Linked DNA regions of Sus scrofa: region 1 is linked to region 2. A link is a contact called in public HiChIP or PLAC-seq data. All regions are on one chromosome and are shown on one strand. Each heading gives the region's core, a stretch centred on a gene start, on an enhancer-like site or on the middle of the called end of the contact. The rest is flanking DNA. Distances are from core to core; before and after follow the strand shown.

Region 1 (5,578 bases), core at 1,618-4,117, 1.1 Mb after region 2:
TGCATCTCTGGTTGAAACCGAAGCAAACCAACTGCAGCCAACCCCCTGAGATTCCAGTCTAGACAAAAAAACGAACTGGCAGGTCCGAGCCAGTCCCAGTCTGGAGAATTTACCTAAAGATTCATTTTCCATCAGGCACAGGTGGGATTTGTGTTTAGTTCCCAAGAGTCCTTGGAAATCCAGGATTAAAGCAATTCTAAGTCCTCCCTGGGTCCGTGGGCTCTTCTTCAGAGGGGGCTGGGGGACAGCCACTCTCACTTTGAATCTTCCCTGCTTTGCTAAAGGTCTGTGAGCCCCTGGAAGGAAAAGCACCACCAGAAATGCCACTGAAGATAGTTACCATTATTTATTGAGTGCTGCCCCCTAGAGGATTAAAAGTGCTCTGGCCGCTGCGAATCCCCGGGGCTCTGAACCAAGGACCCCTTTTCCACCCAACTGCAGGAAGTCAGGACTTCACTCAAGAGAACAGATGGGAAGTCTTGCAACAGTTGTACTGAGAACTGCCAGGAAGTAATTCAGCTCCTTCTTAATGACACCTCTGAAAACTTAAAACCCACAATGCTAGGAATAAGGTCCTGGAACAGAACACTGAAACAGACCCTCTCCCTTCAGGACCGAAAGACCCACAGAATAGCCTGACGGGGACCCTCAACACTGAGACCCCAAGAACGGAAGTCCAGAGTTTCATTCTTATGGTTTCCCCATGGGCTTCAGTTGACTTTTGCTTTCTCTCCTCCCTTCACCTAAACTCCAGCTATAATGTTCTCAGAAACAGAATTCTTCCATGTTGGGCAATTGCTAGATTGGTTTGGCAGGGCTGGTGAGTGGTGCAGGGAAGTGATACTAAATGACTCTCCTCATTCAGCCTCTGTCACTGAAGATAATGCTCTTTGTCCTTAGGTTAGTACCTTGGCAATTATAGAAGCTGAGCTCTTCAATTAAGGCTCAAAATCCAGGCTGTCTCTTTACACCATTAAAATTTGGGGAGTAGGAGGTCCTTCTTTACAAATGGCATTTTTGTTGCTGTTGTTGTTTCTGTCTTTTTTAGATCCACACCCGAGGCATATGGAGGGTCCCAGACTAGGGGTCCAATCGGAGCTATAGCCACAGGCCTATGCCACAGCCACAGCAACTCAGGATCTGAGCCACGTCTGTGACCTACACCACAGCTCACGGCAATGCCTGATCCTTTACCCAGTGATCAAGGCCAGGGATCCAACCCGTGTCCTCATGGGTACCAGTCCGGTTCCTTAACCGCTGAGCCATGATGGGAACTCCGCAATTGACATTTAAACAGGAAAAAAGTAGAGAAGAAATTTTTTAACAATGTGGATGTGCTTTCAAGTCCAGGAAGGAAGGAGGAAAAAAAGGGGTGGAGAGAGAGAGAAAAGAAAGAAAGAAAGAAAGAAAGAAAGAAAGAAAGAAAGAAAGAAAGAAAGAAAGAAAGAAAGAAAGAAAGAAAGAAATGGAAGGTAATCTTTAGACCAGCCAGGGGATATGCTCACTGGAAGAACTCTCCAGGCCTCGGTTAAATGCCCTTTCAAACCAGGCATCTAAGATTAACAGTGCGATAGGCAGCCTGTGGATTTACACGGCACTGTAAAATCCTTCCATGGCTTGGCTCAACTATTTGCAAATCACTTCTGATTCAATTTTGTTTTGGTTATCTCAGTGTAAATAACAGTTAAGTGGGAGTTACAGATTTTTCAAACACTAAAAGTGATAAACAAAGCTAATGGCAAGTCCAGATAAGGAGGAAAACCACCCAGAAGAATCCACAAGTACAAGCAGAGAAATAAATGGGATAGTCAGATGTGTGTGTTTCTTGTCACTGAAACTTTATTTTTCTTAATCTGCCGAGTGGCAGAAAAGGTATACGCAGAGTGTTATTTAGACTGTTCCTGTAAGAGTCTTTATGACAATGCAATAATAGGTGCCTAGTGAAGCAAGACAGTTTGGAACCCACAAAGCCATCCTCAGAAACAAAGATACAAGTGTTTTCCCAACTGTTAGCTCGCAGCTCCCTCTAAACAGTTTTCACGCCTCCATTTAAAAATAGTTGGCATAATGCTGTTTTGTTTCTCTCGGCGTGGTGACCACATTTCCATGGGGAAAATGTGATTAGAAGTAGTTACAGTAGCAGTTTGAGAAGCCTTCGTGTGCCTGGACTTTTCTGGAGGGTTGGGGGAATCCAATGTAATTACCTGCAAATTTTCTTTGAAGAAAGTCTTTCCCCTTCTTTTGATGGTTACAAGTTAGGAGCCCAGGGAAAACTCAATCTTCCCCCAGAAAAGAAAGCAGTATGTCTGGGACACCAGGAAGGCACCGAGTAGTAAAACGCAGGTTGTGTTTGGGGTTTTATTCAGCCGGGGCTGACCGTATGTGTCGCCGCCACGCACTGCTGCCTGTGCGAACGCATGGCTGAGCTGCCGCCTGGCTCTCTCCCTACTTCAAACACCGTTCGCCACCCAACTCCTCTGGCAACGCCATTGCGCGTGGCACTGTGTTGGATTCTACGTGTGTGGCACCGGAGTCAGGGAATCGGGGGAGAAAAAGAATTTCCTCCGTTTCCCGCGGAGTCTCCCTCGGGCGGGGGCGAAGCCGCCAAGGGCAGTGCGCCCTGGCGGTACCCGGGGGCGCTCCTTCTCTGCAGCTTTACGCACGGGCGGCGCTGCGCAGCCAGGCACAGTGGTGCCCGGGGTGGGCGGGAGGTGCCAGGTGGCCAAGGGGCCGTAGGGTGGGAGCTGCCTTAACTTTGATCCGGCCGCGGAGGGGGTGGGGGGAAGCCGCCGCCGCCGCCCCGCCCGAGCTGGGTGCCGCGGCTCTCGGCTCTGCGCCGCGCGTCTCCGCGGCTGCCTCTTTAATCAGGAACACAGAAGGGGCGGGCCCTGAGCCGGCGCGTAATCGGATAGCTCTGCCGCGGCTCTGACATCCACATGCTGCTCGGCCTGAAAAGGCAGGGGGGAGCCGGAGGGGAAGCAGAGAACGCGAGCGAGGCACCAGCCCGCAGCCCGCCCCCAGCACATCCTCAGACGCGCAGACACTGGGCAAGGCGCTGGGCGAGGTGGAGGTGAGGGCGGGCGCGAGCGAACTCGGAGAGGGGCTCGCTCACTCCCAGGCGATCCCAGCCGCCGCCGCACCAGCAGCAGCAACAGCAGCCGCCGCCGCCGCCGCAGCTTCCTTCCTCAGACTCCCCTCGTGAGGCTGGCCGAGCGGGTGTAGCCGTTAGGGAAGGCTCCCGCTAGGGGAACGCAACGAGGGCAAGAACTGGGCGGCCGCCTCCCACTCGGGCCGTCCGGCGGTCGGTGCCTCCGCCCGCGTGTCGGTCCCGGGTGCCGGGGGATGTGTGTCAGTTTACGCCTCTGAGATCGCACAGCTGCCTGGGGGCCGTGTGATGCCCAAGGCAAGTCTTGGCTTTTATTTTTATTATTTTTGTCTTGTTTTACCCTTGGCTTACGGGAAATATTCGTGATGTTGTAGGATAAAGGAAATGATACTTTGAGGAACTGGAGAGGACATAGATGCGTTTTGTTTTTAGGAGAGGAAACGCGTCCTCTCTTCTTGGCTTGCTCCCTCTTTGCTGACTTCAGGAGCGACCCTCCTTCCTCCTGGTGAGGTGGGGACCCAGCAAGAAGAAAGGTGAAGACCGGCCGCCAAGAGCCAGGAGGGAAACACTGACCAGTAGAAACCTTTGCAGAGGACACTGCAAGGAAGAACACAAGAGAGAGAAAAACACAAAAGACTTCTAATTGTGCAAGAAAGCTACCAAAACAGCTCTGGAGAAAGCCTCCTTCTCCAACATGGATATGTTTCCTCTCACCTGGATTTTCTTAGCTCTCTACTTTTCAGGACTCCAAGTGACAGGCCAACCAGGTAAGCCCCTGAACGGTTTTTTTTTTTTTTTCCCCAATCTATTTCAGCATGCCTTTACCTTTAAAAGCAACTGCTAATGCAGGGGGCCACACGCAATAGCATAGAAGGAGGATGCTCGATACTGAATTATTTAGAGAGAGATCCCTCCCTACACCACCACCAGCAGCAGCACCACCACCAGCACCACCACGGCTAAAACTCAACTTTTCTCTCCTGCTAGGAGTGTGTGAGTGTGAGTGTGTGTGTGTGTGTGTGTTTTGAAACATAGACAGAATTTGGCGGTGTTCAGATGTCACATATGGACTGAATCAAAGGTTTAAAAATACTACAAAGCCTTTGCATTACAGTTTTGGGGAATTTTTTTTCCCGTCTTGAAGCAGAACACATCTCCCATGAGTTTCTTCAACCTAGCCAGCAAAATATAAATCATTTGCATTCTCTCCACTTAGCTACACTCATTGAGCAATGCTAACTGAAGGGCCTGGGAAGTACAAGAGTCTAGTTTGGGTTTTCCAATGCTGTAGATTCTTTGAGGAATGTGTGGGTGAGCTCAGAATTGTTGGGCTCAGGCTGATGGAGTAACTTGCCTAGCGGCTGAGCTAGGGGCTTGGGGCTGGGTGCTGCTGGCAATCGAGGTGGTTGGCTGTCCAGCTCTCTTTCCTGCATCCATGTGTTTTCTGGGGAAGTAAATCATATGTTCTTTTAAAAAAATTATTAGATAAAACAAACTGTGTGGCTCTCAAAGGTCTCTCACTCTTGTGAAGTGGTTAGAAACTTTGGAGTGGAATTTGTTCTCAACCACTGCCAAAAAGGGTGTGTGGACAGACTGCAGAGATAAGCATTGCAAGGCCCAGAACAGTCTGGGGCCAGAATTTGTGGAGGGAAACCTGGCTAGGGGTACATTCTCAGAGAAGGGCTCTCTGGTTCCAGGGACTCCAGTGGGGCTTAATCTTGCTTCCCTACCCTATTCTCCAGGGTCACCCTCTCTCCCCTCTGACAGCAGTGGCTGGCTTCTGACAAAACTCAGAAACTGCTACAGGTGATGGAGAATGGGAAAGCCATCCCTGGAGGCACCAGGGACAAGAGCAAGAGAGAAGACAAGCCTTCCTGAAGTGCTTTTACCCGGAGGCACTTCTAAGGCTGCCTGGGCAGTGGGAGGACTAAGCCCTTGCAGCCTCCCCAGCCCTCTTTCATCACAGCCATGCGAGTGGATCCTGTGGGAGCCTGGGACTCTAGTTCTCACTCCTCAACACATGAACACACACCACTTGAATCTTAGGTGTTTATTTGAGGGGAAGGAAGATTCAGGAATGCCCTTGCTATCCAAATCCACAAGGGTGCTCCTTCTTCTCTGCCATAACTGATCTTCAGGGCAGCTGCAAATCTTATCAAAGAGATGGGCGCAGGTCCCACTTGGGGAGATTTACTGTGGCTCCCCATTCCCTGTGGCCTTAATTCTAAGTTCCCAGCTTGAAGCGAAATTAAATTACCTCCCACAGACCTGAAAGCTGCATAAATTATGTATGTTTGTGTGATCCGCTGTGTGTGTGTGTGTGTGTGTGTGTGTGTGTGCGCGCGCGCGCGCGCGCTCAGAATGCCCACGGTACATTATGTATTCAGGCACGGACTCCGGTAGGCCCTGGCGCGGGAGCGCGCGCACACTGGCTCACACACCGGCACACAAACAGACACAGAGACACACACA
Region 2 (5,767 bases), core at 2,234-4,733:
TCATTGTGAAGATGTATGAGTGTTATAGAATAGGCATAAATAAGGACCTTTCAAAAAGCTGGTAGCCCACAATCCTCCCTTTGGGGTATAAAGTATTTATGCTTTAAGGATCCCTATAGATACAGTTGACAAATAAATGCCATAAGGCATTTAGAGACAAACATCTCTTAAGAAAAACTCACTCTTGCCAAGTTAAAGAAAATAAAACAAAACCCTTTGCTTTTAAATGTGAAAGTACAGAAGGAAAAATCACACCCATTTTTCTCTTATGGTGTCACTCTGGCACCTGCTTTCATAAGGAAGCTAAGAACATAATCTATTATACTAATTGCCCCAAAAGTCTTGGAAAAAAGATTATATCCCATTCAATTAATTTTTTTGTGATAGAGCTTGTTATAAATAATTCCTTGAAAGGTAAAAATATTTTCTTTTTTAACAGTGCAAAACATCCAAATGGATGACTGGTCAACTACATATTAAAAACTATCATTCTTTCGTCAATATACACCCAATGGTACCTGACATTTTAGTTATACTTTCCACAACACAGAGCATCTTAATAATATTGGTCAATATTACCGTTCTCTGCATAAGGCATTTTCACTGGCTACTCCAAAACGTGCTAAACTATTGGATAACAAGTGGGAAAATATCATACCACAGGAATTATTTATCTATGCAAAAGCAAAACAAGAGAATGGAGCTCAGGCCTGGAATCCTCTAGCGTTACTCAATCCACACAATTTACTTACTGTCTTCTGCCCAGGAGGTCCCACAGGGCACGAAATACCACCTGAGGAATTTGCTGGGCATGATCATCTGTGTGTTGCAATCATGATCTTTTATATCACTTCTTAATATATGATAAATTGTTTCCATGTATGTCTGTGATAAGGGTGAAAAAACGCTTTAAATCTGGCTATTTAATAAACATGAAATGTAAATGGGAAACTCTTGATAATTACTAACTTGGGTCATTAAATTTCCCTCTGTGCTGTACAATGACCTGTTCATATCTGTGCCTACCTTCGTCCTTTTTTCCTCTCACACCTCACAACCTCTCCTGCATCCACAGGGCCTGATTCCACTGTTTCTGTGAGTGGCATTTGGGGAAACTGAGTATCCTTCGTGGTTGACTTGGGCTTCTTAAAGCCAGGACAGTAGGTCTGGGCTCTAGGTACTCGTGAGAGGCTAAAGCTGGGCGGCTAAAGCTGGGCTGAGAGGAAGTTTGTGATGTGAAGAAGAGCAGGAGCTATTCATTATCTGAAGGGAAGAGGAGGAGTCGGGAACAAGTGTGAAGAAGAAAAAAAGCCAGGAAGCATGAAGAATGGTCACATGCAAAGTTATTTCATCACTTAAAAATCTTTGCTCTGTACCATGCTACATGATCACATAATATTCAACGTGTCACATATGAATGCACTGCATTAGCATTTGTTTGCTCTACTCATTTGGTACTTTCCATGTAAGATCAGCATAGCCATTACTCTGAAGACATGGAGTCAGACTCCCTGGCTTCTAATCCAGCCTTGGCGATTTCTAAGAATGCCATTTTAATGGTCCTTCCTTCATCTCTAAACGGAAGATAACAAAAGTATCTCATAATGCTATTGCAAAGAAAAATAAAATCTAGATACAGAAGATGCATACTTATATATGTGTATATACATACATATGTAATGTCTATCTATCTACCTATCTTCAACCAGAACAGTACTTTGCATGCATCTAAATTAATCATGTTCAGCAAAATTATCAAATTTATTGCTGTTTCATAGTTTCTTTTGAACCTCTCACATCTGTAGGCCTTATCTCCCCTACTATCTTTAAGACCCTTGAGGGTGGGAAGCAATCTTATATTTTGAGCTAAATGGGTTTTTCTTTTTCCCCTTTCCTCAGCTGGGGTTTGCTCTTTCTCTGGTCTCAGTCCTTATGATTTAGCGGCAGGTGAACCAGGACTGGCCAGCCACAGTTGTATTCATTTCGCCAGAGGGGGCTTATGTGACTTAAGCTTGGATATGCAAGTCCTCGCCAGCAAAAGGCTCAGAGATGCTTTAGATGGCTGGCTTTAAGGCTATGTAAACCTGAAACAGTGGGGGTGGCCATCTTTGCCCCCTTTGGGGAGAGCCTGAGAATGGTGGCAACAGAGGGACACAGAGCCAAGAGATGGAAAGAAATAGCCTCTAAGGACATTGTTTGGGTTTCTGGATTCAATCTGCCTTAAAGGAACACTCTTTGGCTCTTCTGATTTTATAAGAAAATAGATCCTGTCTTCAGTTTATTTAAGTTAGTTTGCATTGGATTAGTGACCAGAATAATACTAATATATGTCTTCCTCAAATCAACTTAGTCTGCATGATCCTCTTTGATGCCATTGACCTGATAAAAGGCCCTGTACATACCATATTATATATATATATGACATGTATGAATTAACAAATATAACCTCTCAAAACCCATGAGTTTGTTAATTTAATCTCCTGTGCTTTGTTTTACTGTCATAGGCACGTCAAGTTCAATTTAAGTGCATCTTGACATAGGAAATTTTTTTTTTTTTTTTTAATTTAGAGAAATGCATGATGTAGCCTAGAGGAACTTGTAAGAAAACGGTGTGGGAGAGGTTTGGAAGAATGAAGTTCCTCTTAGCATAACTAATTCCATGGTCAGTTCATTCCCTTAACTTCCCTGGGTACTGTTCTTTCACGATAATATGAGAAATGTAATTCCTACTTTACAAACTTGTTATTAGGCTCAAAGAAGCTCACTGATGTGTGAGCTAAGAATGGTACAAATGCTATTTTTGACACCCCCCCCAAGATATGCCAATTTCATTTGATGATGGATACACACCTGCCGAAATCATGAACCTAAACGTGTTAATTTTTTTTTCTAGTTAAACAAACAACAGGAAGCACATTTCAGAAGGATATATGTGAACACATGCAGTCATATCTGGGTCTGAATGTAACCTTTGGGGGAATACTGAGCGTTCTCATCCTTAACGGTTCCAATCCCACGTTGTCTCCAAGAATCCCTTCAGTTTTTCTGTCTCAGGGCTTCAGAGAGCAGGCGAGAAGCTGTCCTTAGGACCAAGTTCCTAATAGGCCCTTGGGGCCAACCCTGCAGTTCAGTACCTGTGAGCCTTCAGCCTTGGGGAGTATTTGTGGGCGTGGCGAGAAGCACCTGCTCCCCGGCTCTTCTCGAATCTTGCTCCAATCCCCTCGTTTTAAGGGTGTAGCTCTGCAGCTCCCAGCTATTCCCTCGAGTGTACTTTATGAGATCCGGTTTCAATCCCCCGGTGGGGAGTTCTGAGGTCCCGTTACAATTCCCTAGAACTCCATGTGTGAGCGGGAGGGACAGAGCCAGGGAGAGACTGAGGGAGGGGACGAGTCTCCGGGCTCCAGTTACCGCCCCGCACGGCCCCCGCCCCGCGCCACTGAGTGCACGGCAGGGCCGGGGAGCGCCGCGGCCCCTTTAAGAGCCGGGCCCAGGCCGGCCCCAGGGCCGCAGGAGCCTAGAGCGCCGCGCGCCGCGGAGGAGTTGGGATCCGGCGCAAAACTTTCCTCCCAACTCCGGCCCCGCGCGCCGCCGCCGCCGCCCACTCTAGCCCGGGGCCTGGGGCCGGCCGCCCGGCTGCCGCCGCTGCCGCCACCAGGGCCAGGGCGAGGGCCAGGCTGGGCCGGCAGTTTCGCTTTGGCGGGCGCTGAGCAGCTGCCTGGGCCGGGCCGGAGCAAGAGCAAGAGGGGCATCCCGGTCCCGGGACCGCCGGGTCCCCGAGCCCCCGCCACCTGGGAGGTAGCCCTTCCCGCTGCTGCCTTCTCCCTGATTCCCGCCCGCCGGCGGCCGCCAGTCCGCGGCGAAAGGGCGCTGCTCTGAGTTCCCGGCCCTTAGGGGCGCTGGGGAGAGGCGCCCGGGTCTCCGTGCCCGCCCTCGCAGGGCGCCCCCGGAAAGTGAGGGCTGTGTCCGCCGGCCTAGACACCTGTTCGGCCGGCCCGGCGTGGTCGCCTGCAGACCAGGATGAAAGTGACCGTGTGCTTCGGTAAGACCGGCATCGTGGTGCCCTGCAAGGAGGGCCAGCTGCACGTCCGGGAGCTCACGCAGCAGGCGCTGCAGCGATACCTGAAGACCCGGGAGAAGGTGGGCGCGGCGCTGGGGGCGCGCGGGCGGGGCGGAGGAGGGGCGCGGCCACGGGCGGGTCACCTGGGAGCGCTCCGCGGCCCTGGCACCTGCCAGGTGCCCCAGGACAGGGTGGGAAGCCCTGGGGACGCAGAGCGCCCGGGTGCTTGATTTGTCGAGACCTGTGGCCTCAACTTTTGTATGTTGCTAATATGAGTGACCTGAGTATCTATGGGCGACTGTGGGCCTTGCTTCTCCGTGGATGGTGGGAAGAACCGCAGCATCAGAATCACTGGAGGGTTCGTTAGAAATGCACCCTCTGGTGCCCTAGTCCAAACTCATGGCCTCAGAATCTGCTTTTCAACAAGCTTCCAGGTGATTGGAATGGCCCCTGGAATTTGTGAAGCATTGACTGCTTTAGAAGTTGTTTGAGTGAACAGATCTCTAGGGAAAGGTTGAAGGTGCTGCTCACCTCAGGCGTGATTTTTGACCTGCCCAGAGGCCTGCTCCGCTTCTACTCCTTGGGCTAGAAAGTTGATTGGTTCAAGTAACAGACACTCAGAAGTTGTAACTGATTGGGCCCTTGGAATTTCAGCCTCCTGGGCTGCCCTCCCATAATGATTATGCAGGATGTCAGATGGAAGGATGCTGTTTGCTTTACACCAACCGGTCTACACTTTGCTGGTTTTACTTTAACATCACACATTCTGTGGACATGTGTAGACTGTGTCAGGTCTGGAGTGACTTTTGAAATGAGGACCAAGACTATTCCCCAGCTCTGTTCCTGAAGTCAGGAACAAAAGAAAATTAAGTGAAGCTCTGGAAGAGTGTTTAATCTGCAGTGCATGTTCAGAAGACCTAGCTGGACTCTGGAACACAGGTGTTTGGCTAACAGGCTGGGCCTCTCCGTCTTCTTCGATGGCACCTTTAACTGGAGGCATTCAAGAGCATCTTTCCATTTTCTGAATCCTTAGTTGGGACATCTTGTTTGCCCCAAATCCTCCTCAAACAGGACAAGTCATAAACTCTTGCCTTAGAGGCCATTTGTTCTCTTAATGTTTGTTCTCGTGCTGTGGGAACTGCAGAATTAATGCGTTGGGCAATTTAATGATAGGAAGAGGTAATTTCTTTTAATGTCTTCTAGGTTACCCAAGGCATAAAAGCAATTTTGTTTCTTCTAAATATGCAGTTGAGGCATCCAAGAAAATCTTTGCACTTTCTGTGCCTCCACTAAGAGTTATTATACAGGAAAAAATTGTCTGGATGAATACATGTGTGAGCTGCTCTGAACAGTCAAGAGTTGGAGAAGAGCATAATGAATGGCCTGTTAATATATTAAATATCATCTCCAAAGCTGGATGGTTTACTAATGGAATTGAGGCAAAAAGTGAAAAAATATCAAAGTGGCTAATAAAACTGAGTATCCATTCAAAAGTTTTTTTTTCCATTGTTACAGTAGCATGTGCTGTTTATATTGTATAATTCAGTTAAAAACTGAGAATTACACAACTAGTTTCAAGTTGTCTTTGAAATCATATTTCCCTAACTTCTGAAAGTAAGCTAAGGTTAAAAGTAGCAGCATTATTCTAGACAAATTATTAAAATAGATCTCATTGAAGGGTTATTTTACTGAGATGATAAACTTATTTTT

The links. HiChIP or PLAC-seq counts read pairs in DNA pulled down with a chosen protein or histone mark.
Region 1: an H3K27ac HiChIP or PLAC-seq map of skeletal muscle shows a contact between it and region 2, with 6 times the contacts expected there. The contact joins the promoter of NRP2 here to the promoter of PARD3B in region 2. A contact is called at or near these places in 1 of 5 promoter capture datasets (liver), 2 of 47 Hi-C or Micro-C datasets (embryonic fibroblasts and heart right ventricle) and 1 of 2 datasets of contacts at active chromatin or transcription factors (skeletal muscle).

What each region holds. Positions count from the first base shown.
Region 1 is chr15:108,971,836-108,977,413 of Sscrofa11.1, forward strand. It overlaps NRP2 (neuropilin-2), which reads left to right and starts at 2,868. Exons shown (of 17, transcript XM_021076240.1): 1 at 2,868-3,873. The coding sequence starts at 3,801.
Region 2 is chr15:107,879,014-107,884,780 of Sscrofa11.1, forward strand. It overlaps PARD3B (partitioning defective 3 homolog B), which reads left to right and starts at 3,484. Exons shown (of 23, transcript XM_021075045.1): 1 at 3,484-4,137. The coding sequence starts at 4,018.